3 separate regions of the Sus scrofa genome follow, and all the other regions are linked to region 2. The links are chromatin contacts, called in public targeted proximity ligation maps. All regions are on one chromosome and are shown on one strand. The core of a region is the stretch at or near the end of the contact, and the rest is flanking DNA. Distances in the headings are between cores, read along the strand shown. Region 1 overlaps PRKCE (protein kinase C epsilon type). Region 2 overlaps LOC110260021 (a long non-coding RNA gene). Region 3 overlaps PRKCE (protein kinase C epsilon type).

Region 1 (4,353 bases), core at 1,823-4,322, 500 kb before region 2:
CTTTCTGCAAAGGAAAGCCTGACACAATTAAATTTCCATTACACAGCGCATCGGGAAGGAGCTAGTGAATTCATTGGGTTAATAAGTACCAACATCCTAAGGGTCCTTTTGTGGGTTTTGTTTTTTTGTCTTTTTGCCATTTCTTGGGCTGCTCCCATAGCATATGGAGGTTTCCAGGCTAGGGGTCGAATCGGAGCTGCAGCCACTGGCCTACGCCAGAGCCACGGCAACGCAGGATCCAAGCCGCGTCTGCAAGCTACACCACAGCAGCACCGGATCTTTAACCCACTGAGCAAGGCCAGGGATTGAACCCGCAACCTCATGGTTCCTAGTCGGATTCGTTCACCACTGCGCCACAACGGGAACTCCTGGATCCTTTTGGGTTTTACAGTGGTAGTGGTGGTGGTTGCAATTCTGTTGCTTGGGGCAGTAGCAATCGTGGTGGTGGTCATGGCAGCCGTGATTATGTCGGTGGTGGCAGTATAATCAGGGGGCTGGTGGTGGTGATGGTGGCGGTTATGGCGGTAGAGCTAGAGGTGGTGATAATGGTGATGACTGTGGGAAGTGGTGGTCACGGTGGTGATAGTGATAGGGATGAAGAGGTGGAGGCCTTGACCTTGTATAGTTCTGGCGGACGAGGTAGCTCTTTGACACAGGTGATCTTTCTTGAGCCTCAAGCAAAAACCATGAGGTGGGCAGAGCAGGTATTATCACCCGTTGAAAGACGTAGGCTGGGATTCAAAGAATTCGTAAGGCAGGGTTTTGGGTTTTGTTTGTTTGTTTGACATCACTGTGTCTCTCCAGAGTGTCAGATGAGTAGCACTGATAGTCAGAGATAGAAGTGTTCAGACAGAGAAGGGCGCCTGTGGGCCAGAACCACCAGAAAGGAAGGGCTTCTAGAAATAGAATTTGAGCTGAGATGTTGAGGCTTAAAAGTAGGACACAGGAGGATCAGGATGTGTCTGTGTACTAGTGTGAGTGTGTGTGTTGGGAGGAAAGGGGAGATTAGAAAGTAATGCTAGAATTCGTGAGCTAGCAAATCTGGTTGGATTTCCCTGGGCTTGGAACTTAGAGAAGGAGATTAATATTCACTGACCACTGCTCACTTTGGACTTCCATCGTGACGCAGTGGAAACGAATCCGACTAGGAAGCATGAGGTTGCCGGTTTGATCCCTGGCCTCTCTCAGTGGGTTAAGGATCTGGCATTGCCGTGAGCTGCGGTGTAGGTTGCAGACTCTGCTCGGATTCTGCATTGCTGTGGCTCTGGCCAGGTCGGTGGCAACAGCTCCAGTTAGACTCCTAGCCTGGGACCCTCCATATGCCGTGGGTGTGGCCCTAAAAAGACAAAAAGGTTAAAAAAAAAGTGTCCTTTTATATGGGTTATTGAACTGAATCCTTACAACCTCTCTGTGAAGCAGATACTGTTGCCTCCATTTTACACAGGTGAAAACTGACACGTGAACAAAATAAATACCTCCCTCAAAGTCACCTAGAAAAAAGCTACATGAGTCCAGGCCTATCTGACCCCAAGGCCGTGGCTTGCTACCAGGCTTGCTGATCCAGCGCCGCTGTGTAACTGCCGTGCAAAGAGCCGCAGCCTGGATTAAAATGTTGCTGCTGCAGCTCAGGCTGCGGGGCGAGGGGGAGAGGGCCCCCCGCTCCAGAACTGCAAACCAGCAGAAGGTCCCCTGTGTCTCAGAGAGGCTGGTACTCTTTCCTGCAGGGGATTTGAGTATTTGTCTTCCCATTAACTAGATCAACATTTAACTGCTAACTGCTGGTGTGGGCTAAGGAAGAATACAGCTTTGTCTTTAGCTCCGAAAAGACTTTGCCATAGTGACTTTGGTTAGGTTTTGGAGTTCCCGTTGTGGGTCAGTGGTTAACGAACCCAGCTAGGATCCATGAGGATGCAGGTTCGAGCCCTGGCCTTGCTCAGTGGGTTAAGGACCTGGCGTTGCCGTGAGCTGTGGTGTAGGTTGCAGACGCGGCTTGGATCCCGAGTGGCTACGGTGTAGGCCGGTGGCTACAGTTCTGATTGTATCTCTAGCCTGGGAGCCTCCATATCCTTCCATGTGGGCCTAGAAAGAAAAAAAAAAAAAAAAAAAAAAAGCCTTTGGATAGGTTTTGCCATATCCAAGGCTTTGTTCTGGTGGTGATTTCTGTGGTGACCGGTGCCTGTTAAAATGTCCTGGGAGGAGCAAGAGGGTGGAGGAGGGATCCCGTGTGTGGGGACCTAGTTTTGATGAGCCCAGGACCTGGGAAAGGCTGTGTGTGTAGCTTTTGTGTGTTCTTTGGGGGACACTAAGGTTGCACCCCAGCACTACATCCCTTGACTTCTAGGGTTCTCTCTCTCTCTCTTCCCTCTGAGCCTCTTTAAGCCCTGGTTTCTAGAGGAACCTGTCCGATGCTGTGCCCTCTGGGAGGAGGTGCCTTAGCTCCTGCGCTCTCCACACATTTTAGCCGGGATGTGTAGTCATAGATTCCAGGCCAGACTCATGGGTAATGCTTTCTATTTGAATGTAAGGTTTTACATTCATCGACACACGCATTGTTCCATTTTAGTCCTTCCGCAACCTTGTGTGTCGAAGTGATGGGGCTATTTTATTTTAATGCAAGGATGCTGATCCGGAGAGAGGCAAAGTGTCTTCCCTAAAACCACCAGAGTTGAGGGCAGAGATGGGGCCAGGGCAGGGCTTTCTCAGTCCCGCTTCATGCTTTTTTTCCTGCCTCCCACCGACAATGCTGATGGGCTTTTATTTTTCCTAGAAAGGCCTGCAACTTGTGCATAGAGCTACACATACACAACCTGTGTTAGACAGTTATTCTGCAGCTGACAGAGCCTGGCACCCTGGGACCCACGGTGGCCTCTTCCAGGCTGGCCCGGGACAGTGGGGGCCCTACCTGTCTGAGCCCGGCCTCTCCCTGCTTGTTGTAGGCGCAGCAGCCCTTTCTAACTGTGTGGTGTTCCGCTTGGAATTGTGCGTTCTTTCTGCTTTCCCCTTTTAGAAGGGCTGGATTTAGCCCTGGCATGCCAAATACAAACCCTCACTTCATCTCGAGAGCTCTTCCCATCCAGCCCTCCTCGGGCAGGCTATTTACAGACCTGTCATCCTACCACGCGGGTCAATCCACCAGTGAAATGAAAGGAAGAAGAGGCCCGGAGCCAACGAATTTGGGCAGATGAGCCTTATATAACACGTGCTAAAAATACACAACTAATTGGAATGGAAAAGCGAGAAACGCGTTGTGCTTAAGCCTGAGTCTGAGACACCAAAGCGTGACGGGGAAGCAGTCTCTCCCAGCGGAAGATGCCCATATAGAAATCATTTTTTACTCTTGCATATTCTTTTTCACCCTGTTCAATTCCCACTCACCCCCGCACGGGACTGAATTCGGGCTGCAGAAAGCAAGACTGAGGGAGCATCAAAGACAAGATGTGAAGATGCAGGCAGCTGCTGCCCCTTAGAGCAGAAGGAGGCTGCGTCGAGGGGTGTGGCCAGATGTTAAGGTGGTAAATTGAGCTGCCACTTCGGACTGTTCCCAAAACCCAACTCTGAGAAGACTCCAGTTAGCGTAGGCTTCCTCCTGCCCTGGAAACTGTTGAACATTAGGGCTTTTCCTAAAACTGAAGAGAACACTGTTTTCTTCCAGCTCCATCCCCACCCGCCCCCTCTGTCCCCCAGGTCCTCTCTGTCAATTCTCTCCTCTTGTACTTTCATTGCCTTTTCTCCTGGTTTCTTCCCTTTTGCCTGCAAGTCCCATCCTCTCATGCTGTGCGTCGTGGATGAACAGGCTCTGCATTTCCTAGAGGGCACGAGCACCCTGAGGCCAGGGCCTTGGTCTCACTCAGTGCCTAGCACAATGCCTGGTCCACAGTGAGCCCCAAATACGTGCTTGTTGAACAAATCAACCATTCAGTGGATCGATGAATGGGCAAACCGAAGGGGACATGTTATAGTTTCTGAAAAATAAAGTGTGAAAGAGGGGGACCCTGTTCTTCTTCAGGTCTGATACTGGTCTTTTAGGCAGTCAGATGACACCTCCATCCAGCTCATCAGTTACCTGATGACTGTTCTGTATGACAGCCCAGAATGAGGACACGAGGACGCTAAAGACAGCAGAACAAGAGGTAGTGTTGGAAGAGCACATGCGTTGATAAAAGAATTGGAGGCAACCCGGTACTATGGATCAGTTTTAAAATGAGGAAATGGAGGCCTGGGGAGTTCAGAAAACTTGGCCAAAATGATATGGTTAGTGAGCAGCTCAGGTTGGATGCTCATAAATCTTATCAACAATCATAGGGTAAGTCTTCAGCACCCAAGTTCAGGGCCTTTCCTGGACACCACTGTGCC
Region 2 (4,515 bases), core at 1,013-3,512:
CCCTCACTAGAATGGAATTATTTGCTGATATATTGCAAGTTCTAAGAACAGTACAGCACACAATAGGTATTCAATATGTATTTGTTGGAAGTGACTTTGATTGCCAAGGTCACCAGTGATCCAAAGGAAACTCTCCAGGCCTCACCTCTGTGGATATCCCTCCAGCTGACACTGTGGACCAGTGCATCTCCCTTGAACCTCCCTCCTCTCATTTTCCTTCTACATCTCTCGCCACTGCAGCTGCCTGTTTATAGGTTTCTCTTCCTGGAGGTGGTGACAGTCCTCCCAGCTCCATTCTCCTCCCCAGTCTTTACATTCTCCCTAAACAAGGGCATCCACTCGAGGTCTCAACCTGCCACCTGAACACTGACTGCTCTAAAACTCACACCTTCAGACAGACCTGTCTACAGCTTTAGACCTCTGTAATCATCTGGTCACCAGACAATCTGAAACTCTATGGTCCAAACCTGCCACCTTCCCAAGCTCCCTTTCTCGGTGAGTACCACTCACCCGGTTATCCAAACCCGAGACCTGGGGGTCGTCCCAGACCACTCTCCCCTCTCTCTCTCATCCTCCACATCCAATCCATCACCAGCTCCCTTGTTTCCACCCCCACGGCCACCTCTCATCACCTCTTACTTGAACTGCCATCCGGGCTGCTCACTCACTCTGCTTCTAACCTTGCCTCTCCAGCCCTCCCCAACCCCCATGTGGTCAGCGTGGTCATTCAGTCAGGTTGCTTCCTGGCCTCTCTGCAATCTACAGAGGAAAGTCTCAACTCCCCGCAGGCAGGAGTCCCAAGCCCTCCCCTCCAACCACTGCCCCCTCACAGCCCACTCAGACAGTCCTGAACCCACGCTAGCAATCACCCCTGGACGTGCAGGCCTGCTCATGCCTCCAAGCCTTTGCGTAGGCTTTTCCCTGCTGGTCAAGTCCCACCCTGCCTTCCTCTCTTTAGACATCTCATTCTTCAAAGTTCAGGTGCCACGTCCTCCTAAAGACCTCGTCCAATTCCCCCAAGCAACCCAGAGCATTCCGCCCATTCTTCAGCTACCTACATGCCTCCACCGCAGCAATTATCCTGTGGTCTTGTAATTATAATAAACCCTCCCTTTGACCTCCCATGGTGGTTGTGAGGGTCAGATCATAATAGGGGAAAGGGCTAGGTAAGCTGTAAAACCTCGAATAGCTCTTAGCCATGAAGGGAGGCAGAAGCAAATAGTGAGAGACCCAAGGAAACAATTACAGTATGATATAATGAGAGTATCCTGACCATGCAGCTTTAGATGTGGAAACTGAGGCTCAAAGCCCTTCACGCTTCAACAAGGAGAAACAAGACTTGGATCTAACTGTCAGTCAATTATACTTCATTTTAAAAAAAGACTTGGATCTAAGCATCCTGATAACTGCAGAACATTAGTCAGGGTTCTCAAGTATAGCAAACAGAACCTACTCTTGCTTTTTCAGCAAAAATGCTGCAACCCAGGGAATTCAGTTCTTACAGAATGGATTGTGGAAAGAACATGAGCAAAGAGCTCTAGACTGGGCCATCAGGAATGGCAACCAGAACCTGTCACCTAGGAATTCCCATTGTGGCTCAGTGGGTTAAGGACCCAAAGTGGCCTCTGTGAGGATGCAGGTTCGATCCCTGGTCTCACTCAGTGGGTTAAGGATCTGGCGTTGCCACAAGCTACCATGTAGGTCACAGATGCAGCTTGGATCTGGTTTTGCTGTGGCTGTAGTGCAGGCTGGCAGCTGCAGCTCTGACTTGACCCCTAGCCCGGGAATGTCCATATGCCATGGGTACAGTCGTAAAAAGAAAAAAAAAAAGTGATCTCAGAAGGCTCTCTGGATGATCCAACCAATAAAGATCTTACTAAAGAAAAAACTAAAATAAACCTGCCACCTAACTTGCCCACCAGGGGAGCTTCCAACTCTGCCAGAATCAAGATGGCAGGGAACCAAATCTCAGCAAGCAGAGTCTTTGCAATCAAGAGCACACTGCCAAAACTCCAGTCTCAAAATCTGTGAGGCACTGCCACCCCAGTGACCGGACCTGGAGTCCCAGCTGTAGAAACATCCTCACCCAGATTCACATTGGTCACCAGCAAGAATCACCGCAACATGAAGACAACGTCCCTTCATTTCCACCTCCAGATACTGCATTAGTACATCGAGTGATGGAAATTTAATCCAGAAGCCTAGGAGCAAGGGAATCTGGGAAGTGATATTTTTAGCTTGCTAGCCTCTCAGGCACAGGAAGACACATTAGAAGGAGTTTTAAATGGATGTCAAGTGCCAACCCATGGCACCTACCCCACAGCACTAAGAGGGAATTGCATCAAGGGACATTCATCTCGTTATGAAAAGCTCCTCTCAGGGAGACACCGTGTTTGCTTGTTAGTTGGTTGGCTGGGTTTTTTACACAAAGACTTGAAGGACATTTTGGTTCCTAGGTGGATAAAGTTTTTCCTAGTAAGAACTGCTGAAAGAAATTCCTCACGTGGGGACATTCCATGGAGAACATCACATGATGTGACATACGGTGTCTCCAACAGCAGATACAGACCAGGCATTTGTGTGCTAGTTTTCAGGGCACTTTTGCTAAAAGCAAAGGTATGACATGGACGTGGAATCAGGGACCTCACTTGTTCCTCAAGTGTCATTAGACTGTCTGACACTTAGGTGGGTCACTTTCAAACTGTGCTCCTTGGAGCCTACAGATTCACGGAGGAGCCTGGAGACTCTGGGTTCCCTCTCCCAGAGCAGCCAGAGCTTCCTTTGTCTTATCTCATGTCCACATAAAATTCCCTTTGAAGAAAAGGATTTAATTGCTTTAAAATTTTTTTCTTTTAATCTTTGAAAATTAGTCTTTGACCAACTCTCCTAAGAGTTACTTCTTAGAACCAACTTTTGGTAGGAGCCCAACGGTGGACAATGTGAAATTTGACACCGGCCCACACGACCAGAATTCTGTTCGGCTGATCCAGACAGATTCAGAAGCTCTTGAGAGGCCTGAGATGGCCAATTATGAGGCCGCCTTTTCCAGATGGCAAAAGTCTGTGTGTTTTCTCCACCGTTGCCCACAGAACCCAGGTCCAGGCTGGGACCATGACACAAAATAAATTGCAGGATGTCAGCGTACAAGAAGAGCTTGGAGGGTCTCCATCCCAGGACCCTCATTTCACAGATGGGAAAGCTGAGGTCGGAAGGAGGGAGGGACTGGTTATCCACAGAGCTGGGTCCTCCCTCCCCACCCAACTCCCTATTGTGGGCACTTACACCTATCTGCTCCTGCCAGTTCTACATTTAATCAATGTCTTGCTTGCATCTGCAACTGCCTTAGAATTAAAATGCACACCCCACAATGCTAGCAGTGTTCTGCTGCAGGGGAGTGAGCAGTGACTAGAGATCAGTGATTCCAAGGAAACTGCAGCAAATAAACGTCTCCATCGATCATCTGAGCAGCTGTCTGAAAGGGTCTGAATTGAGGAATAAAGTGCCTCCTGCTGCCTTTTCCCTTCCAGAAAAGGATCTACCATTTTTGTTGTTTCTCTCCCCGCTTCTTAGGCAGAACTCCTGGTCTCCATCCCAAAACAGAGCCAGCCAAGCGTGGCTCAGCTGCCTACCCATCCAGCAGCAATAGCAGAATCCTGTCTCTGCAGGGAGAGGGACATCAGTCCTGGTGAAGGAAGCCCAGCCATGGCTGGAGACCTATCCCCCAGGCCAAGATCTGCTCTCAGTTCCTTAAAGCGATTGGTGGCTAGTCCATAGTATTCACAATAGCCAAGACATGGAAACAACCGAAATGTCCATGACAGATGATTGGATTAGGAAGAAGTGGTATATGGACACAATGGAATACCACTCAGCCATTAATAAAGAACAAAATAATGCCATTTGCAGCAACATGGATGGAACTAGAGACTCTCATACTGAGTGAAGTCAGTCCGAAAGAGAAAGACAAATACTATATGATAGCACTTATATCTGGAATCTAATACACAACACAAATGAAACTTCCCATAGAAAAGAAAATCATGGACTTGGAGAATAGACTTGTGGTTGCCAAGGGGGGAGGGGGAGGGAGTGGGAGGGACTGGGAGCTTGGGGTTAATAGATGCAGACTATTATTACCTTTGGAATGGATTAGCAATGAGATCCTGCTGTGTAGCACTGGGAACTATGTCTAGTCACTTATGATGGAGCATGATAATGTGAGAAAATAGAATGTATACATATATGTGTAACTGGGTCACCATGCTGTACAGTAGAAAAAAAAATTGTATTGGGGAAATAACAGTTTTAAAAAATAGAATAAAAGTTAATTAATTAATTTTTAAAAAAGAAAGAAAATGTGGTACATATATACAATGGAATACTACTCAGCCATAAAAAAGAACAAAATAATCCCATTTGCAGCAACATGGATGGAACCAGAAACTTTCATACTAAGTGAAAGAAGTCAAAAAAAGACAAATAGCTTATGATATCACTTATATCTGGTATCTAATA
Region 3 (4,541 bases), core at 1,325-3,824, 400 kb before region 2:
AATCTCTTTCTTTGCAAATATCTGCGTAATCTGTGCACCTCCCTTGTCCTTAGAGTCTAATTTCTTCTTCCTTTTATCTCCATATGACCCTTACTCTGTGATACTCTGCCCCCTCTGCTGCTTTATACAGTAATTATGTCCATGCCAGCATCTTTCCTCACTCTAGACTATAAAGATCTTGAGATGGGGCATTACTATTCACTCTTTTTTTCTTTTGCATCTGCTTTGGCTCTTAGCATCATAGTGGTTAAAAATACCTGTTGCATTTAATAGCCCCTCAGTGTGAACATACCGATTTCATAAGAATCATAAGAATCACAGTAGCTACGTTGATTGCTTCGGTGATCTATGGCCATGCAACAAACCACCTCAAAACTTGGTGGCTTAAAACAACAATAAATTATGTCTCCTTATTCTGTGGGCCAGGACCTCAAGAAACTGAGCTAGGTGGCTTTTCTGCTCCTCCACGTGGCCTCAGCTGGTAACCCTCTCTTGGCTGTATTCAGCTGGTGTCTGGGCTTCACTGGAAGGTGCCAGGGACCTTCATTGGTGTTCTCTGTGGGGACTTATCCTTCCACGGCTAGCCCATGCTTCTTTCCAGCACAGTAGCTGGCTGCCAGACTTCTTAAAAGTTAGGCCCAGAACGGGCATAGTTCGTATCACTTCTGTGTTGTCCAAAGCAAGCCACAAGGCCGGCCCAGGTTCAAGGTGGGTACATAGGCTCTACCTTTTGATGGGAGGAGCATGCCCATCAGGGAAGGCAGGGATTCCTGGGGCCACCTTTGGAGACCTTCCACCATAGTCTAATACTGAGCTTTTACTATTGTCAGGTACTTCGCTAGTGTTTTCTTTTGTTGCATTGTATTATTTAATCCTCACGCAGGTTCTATAGGAAGGTGGCCATTACCGTTTCCATTTTATATATGAAGATGCTGAGGCTTGCGAAAATTAAGTAACTTTCCCAAAGTTACACAGCTCTCCTTTGAGGAGTGGACTTGTGACATGGCAGTCTAACTTAGTCATATGTTTTGTGTGTGTGTGTCTTTTTCTAGGGCTGCACCTGTGGCATATGGAGGTTCCCAGGCTAGGGGTCTAATCAGAGCTGTAGCCACCAGCTTACGCCACAGCTGTGGCAACACCAGATCCGAGCTGTGTCTGCGATCTATACCACAGCTCATGCCAACACCAGATCCTTGACCCACTGAGCGAGGCCTGGGATGGAACCCGCAACCTCATGGCTCCTAGTCGGATTTGTTAACCGCTGAGCCATGATGGGAACTCCATGGAAGTCTAACTTAGAACCCCTTCTGGACAAGCTTGGAATTCCTTGATGCACATAACTTTGTGCTACTTGCTGTGAGGAATCAAAAAGTAAAGCCAGATCTGGGAATTAAGGCTGAAACATACGAGATAAGTAGAGATACATATGCCAATAAGCACTACCGTGTTAAGTGGCATGAGCCGGGCAGTAAATGATGGCGGAGTTTTGAAAAAGAAGAAGTGCAGATGTCTTGGAGGAGGTAGGGAGCTTGGTCCTTTGGATGAGCTGCTGGTCCTTAGAAATGTTAGGTGGGTCTAGGAAACAGCATGAGTCCCAGAAGGGAGGCTGGAAGAGGCTGGTGCGCACAGACAAATCCTGCAAGTGGGGAACAGGCTGGATCCTGACTCCGCAGAGCAGAGAGAGTCAGCGGAGGAGGTCAGCCTTACAGAGGAAGCCCAGAGGGGTCCTCCTGGGATGGATGCTCAGAGTTTATGGCTGGAAAGGATCCCTCCAAGCAGCTGTGTGTTTCTTCACAGCCTGAACTGCGACCTGTCCATTTTACCCCAGAGGAGCCCAGTACAGGCAAAGAATGGCAGTCAGGTCAGGTACCTAAAAAGAGTGGCCTCAGGAGTCCCCATTGTAACTCAGCAGTAACGAACCCGACTTGCATCCGTGAGGACACGGGTTTGACCCCAGGCCTTGTTCAGTGGGTTAAGAATCTGTTGTTGCCATGAGCTGTGCTGTGGGTTGCAGATGAGGCTGAGGCTGTGGTGTGGTCCTGCAGCTGCAGCTTCAATTCACCTCCTAGCCTGGGAATTTCCGTATGCCACACCTGAAGCTCTAAAAAGACCCCCCCCCCCAAAAAAAGAGTGACCAAGTGACTTCAGAAGTCATCAATCTAACTTCCACTTTCTGCAATGGGGAAAGCCAGGCCCAGAGACCAAGTGCTTTCCCCCTTGTGGTGGAGCCCAGACCACGACATCAGGGCTCTGAATTCTGGGGTGTTCGGCAGCGTAGATGGAAGGAAGTTCAAGAGTTTGGACTCTGGAGTCACACTGCTCTGTTCGTTATAAGCTCAGTAACCTTGGGCAAGTTTCTTTCTCCAGGCTGCAGTTTCTTCACTGGAAAAGTGGAGATGTTAATTCCTACCCTGTGAGGTGTTGTGAGGATTAGCTGTGGTCACTTGATCTAGCACTGGGAACACACGGGCCCACAGGAGCTCAGCCACTTGGAGCACCTTGGGAGCCACAACCCTGCAGCCCAGATGGAACCCAGGCCAGGATTCCCGGCCAGGCTCAGCTGCATGACCATGACCTTGGCACGTTAACTGCCCTGAGCTACCATGGAGGAGTGTCAGCAGGATTAGAGAGATTGTTCTAGTGTAGGGCCTGGCACATATCACGGACTAATAAACAGCCACTTGATTCATTCCTGATGAAACATTCTAAGATTTGCTGTTTTAGGGATGGCTCACTCATGGGCACTTACGCCGCCTGGACATTGGAGTGGCCACACCGTGGCACCTCTACCTATGGTCTCTGCAGGTCTTGGTTCTGGGAGGGGGACCATTATCCAGAGTGTCATTCTCAGAAGCAGACTATGATCACCTGAGTTTTCCTTCTAGAGCAGAAGTTCTCCTATCCTCTTGCCTCAGGCAGAATTTCCTTTACTCTGACTCAACAAAATTAGGATGACCCCTGACCTCAGGACTCAGGAGCAGAGAATGCTCATGGCTTCCATCAGCTAGCCATTCCAGGTCCCCGCCCACCAGCAGTCCCCGCCCACGTCTCAGCTCGCAGGACCACACGGAGGGCTTATTTGGTATTGCTTTAGAAACATCAGAATTGAAGTTGAGCTGAAGGCCTGGGGATCCCCCTGTGGCCCGAAGGACCCAGGCTCCTTTCTCATGTAGAGTAAACAAGCCCAGGTCTCCTGGGGGCTAGGGCTCAGTGTAGTGGTCCACGCTTCTCATTGAGGCTCTCTTCAGAGAGATGCAGACTGACTTGAAAAAGTCCCCCTTGACTTCTCAGGGCCACCAGCCAGGAATTCATCCGTGAACCAGGTATTGAATGGGTGACTCTGCAGTTCTCTTGTGAGCACAAGCCCAACCCTGGCTGCAAGATTGTAATGCTGGAAATAGTGTGACAGAAGGACACTCAATCCTTCCTAGTCCCTGCCTGCTTCACTCCCCTCCCCCAACACCTCCCTTCCTCGGACCAAGGGGCACCCTCTCAGCCATGGGGATGAGCACCACTAGGGTGTCTGAGCCTGAGGACAGAGTAATATTATCACTTATAACAAGTATCTCTGGAGCATATATGGCCATATATATATATGTAAAATGGTAAATTTAAATTACATTTATATGATAAGTCCATATATAGTATATACCATATGTACGTGATAAATACAGAGAACATTCGGCCTAAGGAAAAGGACTATAATAGTATAGAGAGATTCATTCATTCAGCACTTGTTCCTTGTGTGTCTAGTACATACAAGGTACTGTTCTAAGTGTGGGGAATTCAGCAGTGGAAAAAAATCTGGAAATTCAGGCCTTCATAGAGCCATAAAAGAGAATGAAATAATGCCATTTACAGCAATATGGGTGGACTTAGAGATTATCATACAAAGTAAAGTAAATCAGAGAAAGACAAATATTGTGTGATATCACATGTGGAATCTAAAATATGGTTCAAATGAACTGATTTAGGAAACAGGAACAGACTCAGAAAACAAACTTATGGCTACCAAAGGGGAAAGGCATCAGGAAGGGATAAATTAGGAGTTTGGGATTAGCAGATATAAACTACTGTACTTAAAATAAACAGCAAGGTTCTACTCTATAGCACCTATATCCTATAATAAACCATCATGGAAGAAAGATCTTAAATAAACCATATACACCCACACACATATGTAATTGAATCGCTTTGCTGTACACCAGAAACTAATACAACATTGCACATCAACTACATTTCAATTTCCAAAAAAAAAAAAAAGACCAACAAAGGAAGGTGGAAGTGGAGTTCTCAGAAAGGGTATTTGTTCATTGGTTATAATCTAGGGTATCTGCAAAAGCCTTTCTAATAAATTACAGTAACATTTGAGCAGGGCCATTAAAGTGTGAGCCATTTACCTAGGGGAGGAGTGTTCCAAACAGAGGGAATAGCCAATGCAAAGGCCCTGGGGCAGAAGTGTGTCTGGCATTTCTGAAGAATACTGAGAAGGCCAGCATGGCTGGAGCATGAGCTAAGGATAGGATGGAAGGAGATGGGTC

Evidence for each region.
Region 1: a contact with region 2 is called in a targeted proximity ligation map of skeletal muscle, with 2.3 times the contacts expected there. A contact is called at or near these places in 1 of 47 Hi-C or Micro-C datasets (embryonic fibroblasts) and 1 of 2 datasets of targeted methods (skeletal muscle).
Region 3: a targeted proximity ligation map of skeletal muscle shows a contact between it and region 2. A contact is called at or near these places in 1 of 47 Hi-C or Micro-C datasets (embryonic fibroblasts) and 2 of 2 datasets of targeted methods (alveolar macrophages and skeletal muscle).

What each region holds. Positions count from the first base shown.
Region 1 is chr3:94,584,515-94,588,867 of Sscrofa11.1, reverse strand. The region is part of intron 3 of PRKCE (protein kinase C epsilon type); the gene reads left to right. Among named protein-coding and RNA genes, the nearest start is that of PRKCE, 280 kb to the left of the region's middle.
Region 2 is chr3:94,083,263-94,087,777 of Sscrofa11.1, reverse strand. The region is part of intron 1 of LOC110260021 (a long non-coding RNA gene); the gene reads right to left. Among named protein-coding and RNA genes, the nearest start is that of TMEM247, 18 kb to the right of the region's middle.
Region 3 is chr3:94,483,789-94,488,329 of Sscrofa11.1, reverse strand. The region is part of intron 11 of PRKCE (protein kinase C epsilon type); the gene reads left to right. Among named protein-coding and RNA genes, the nearest start is that of EPAS1, 230 kb to the right of the region's middle.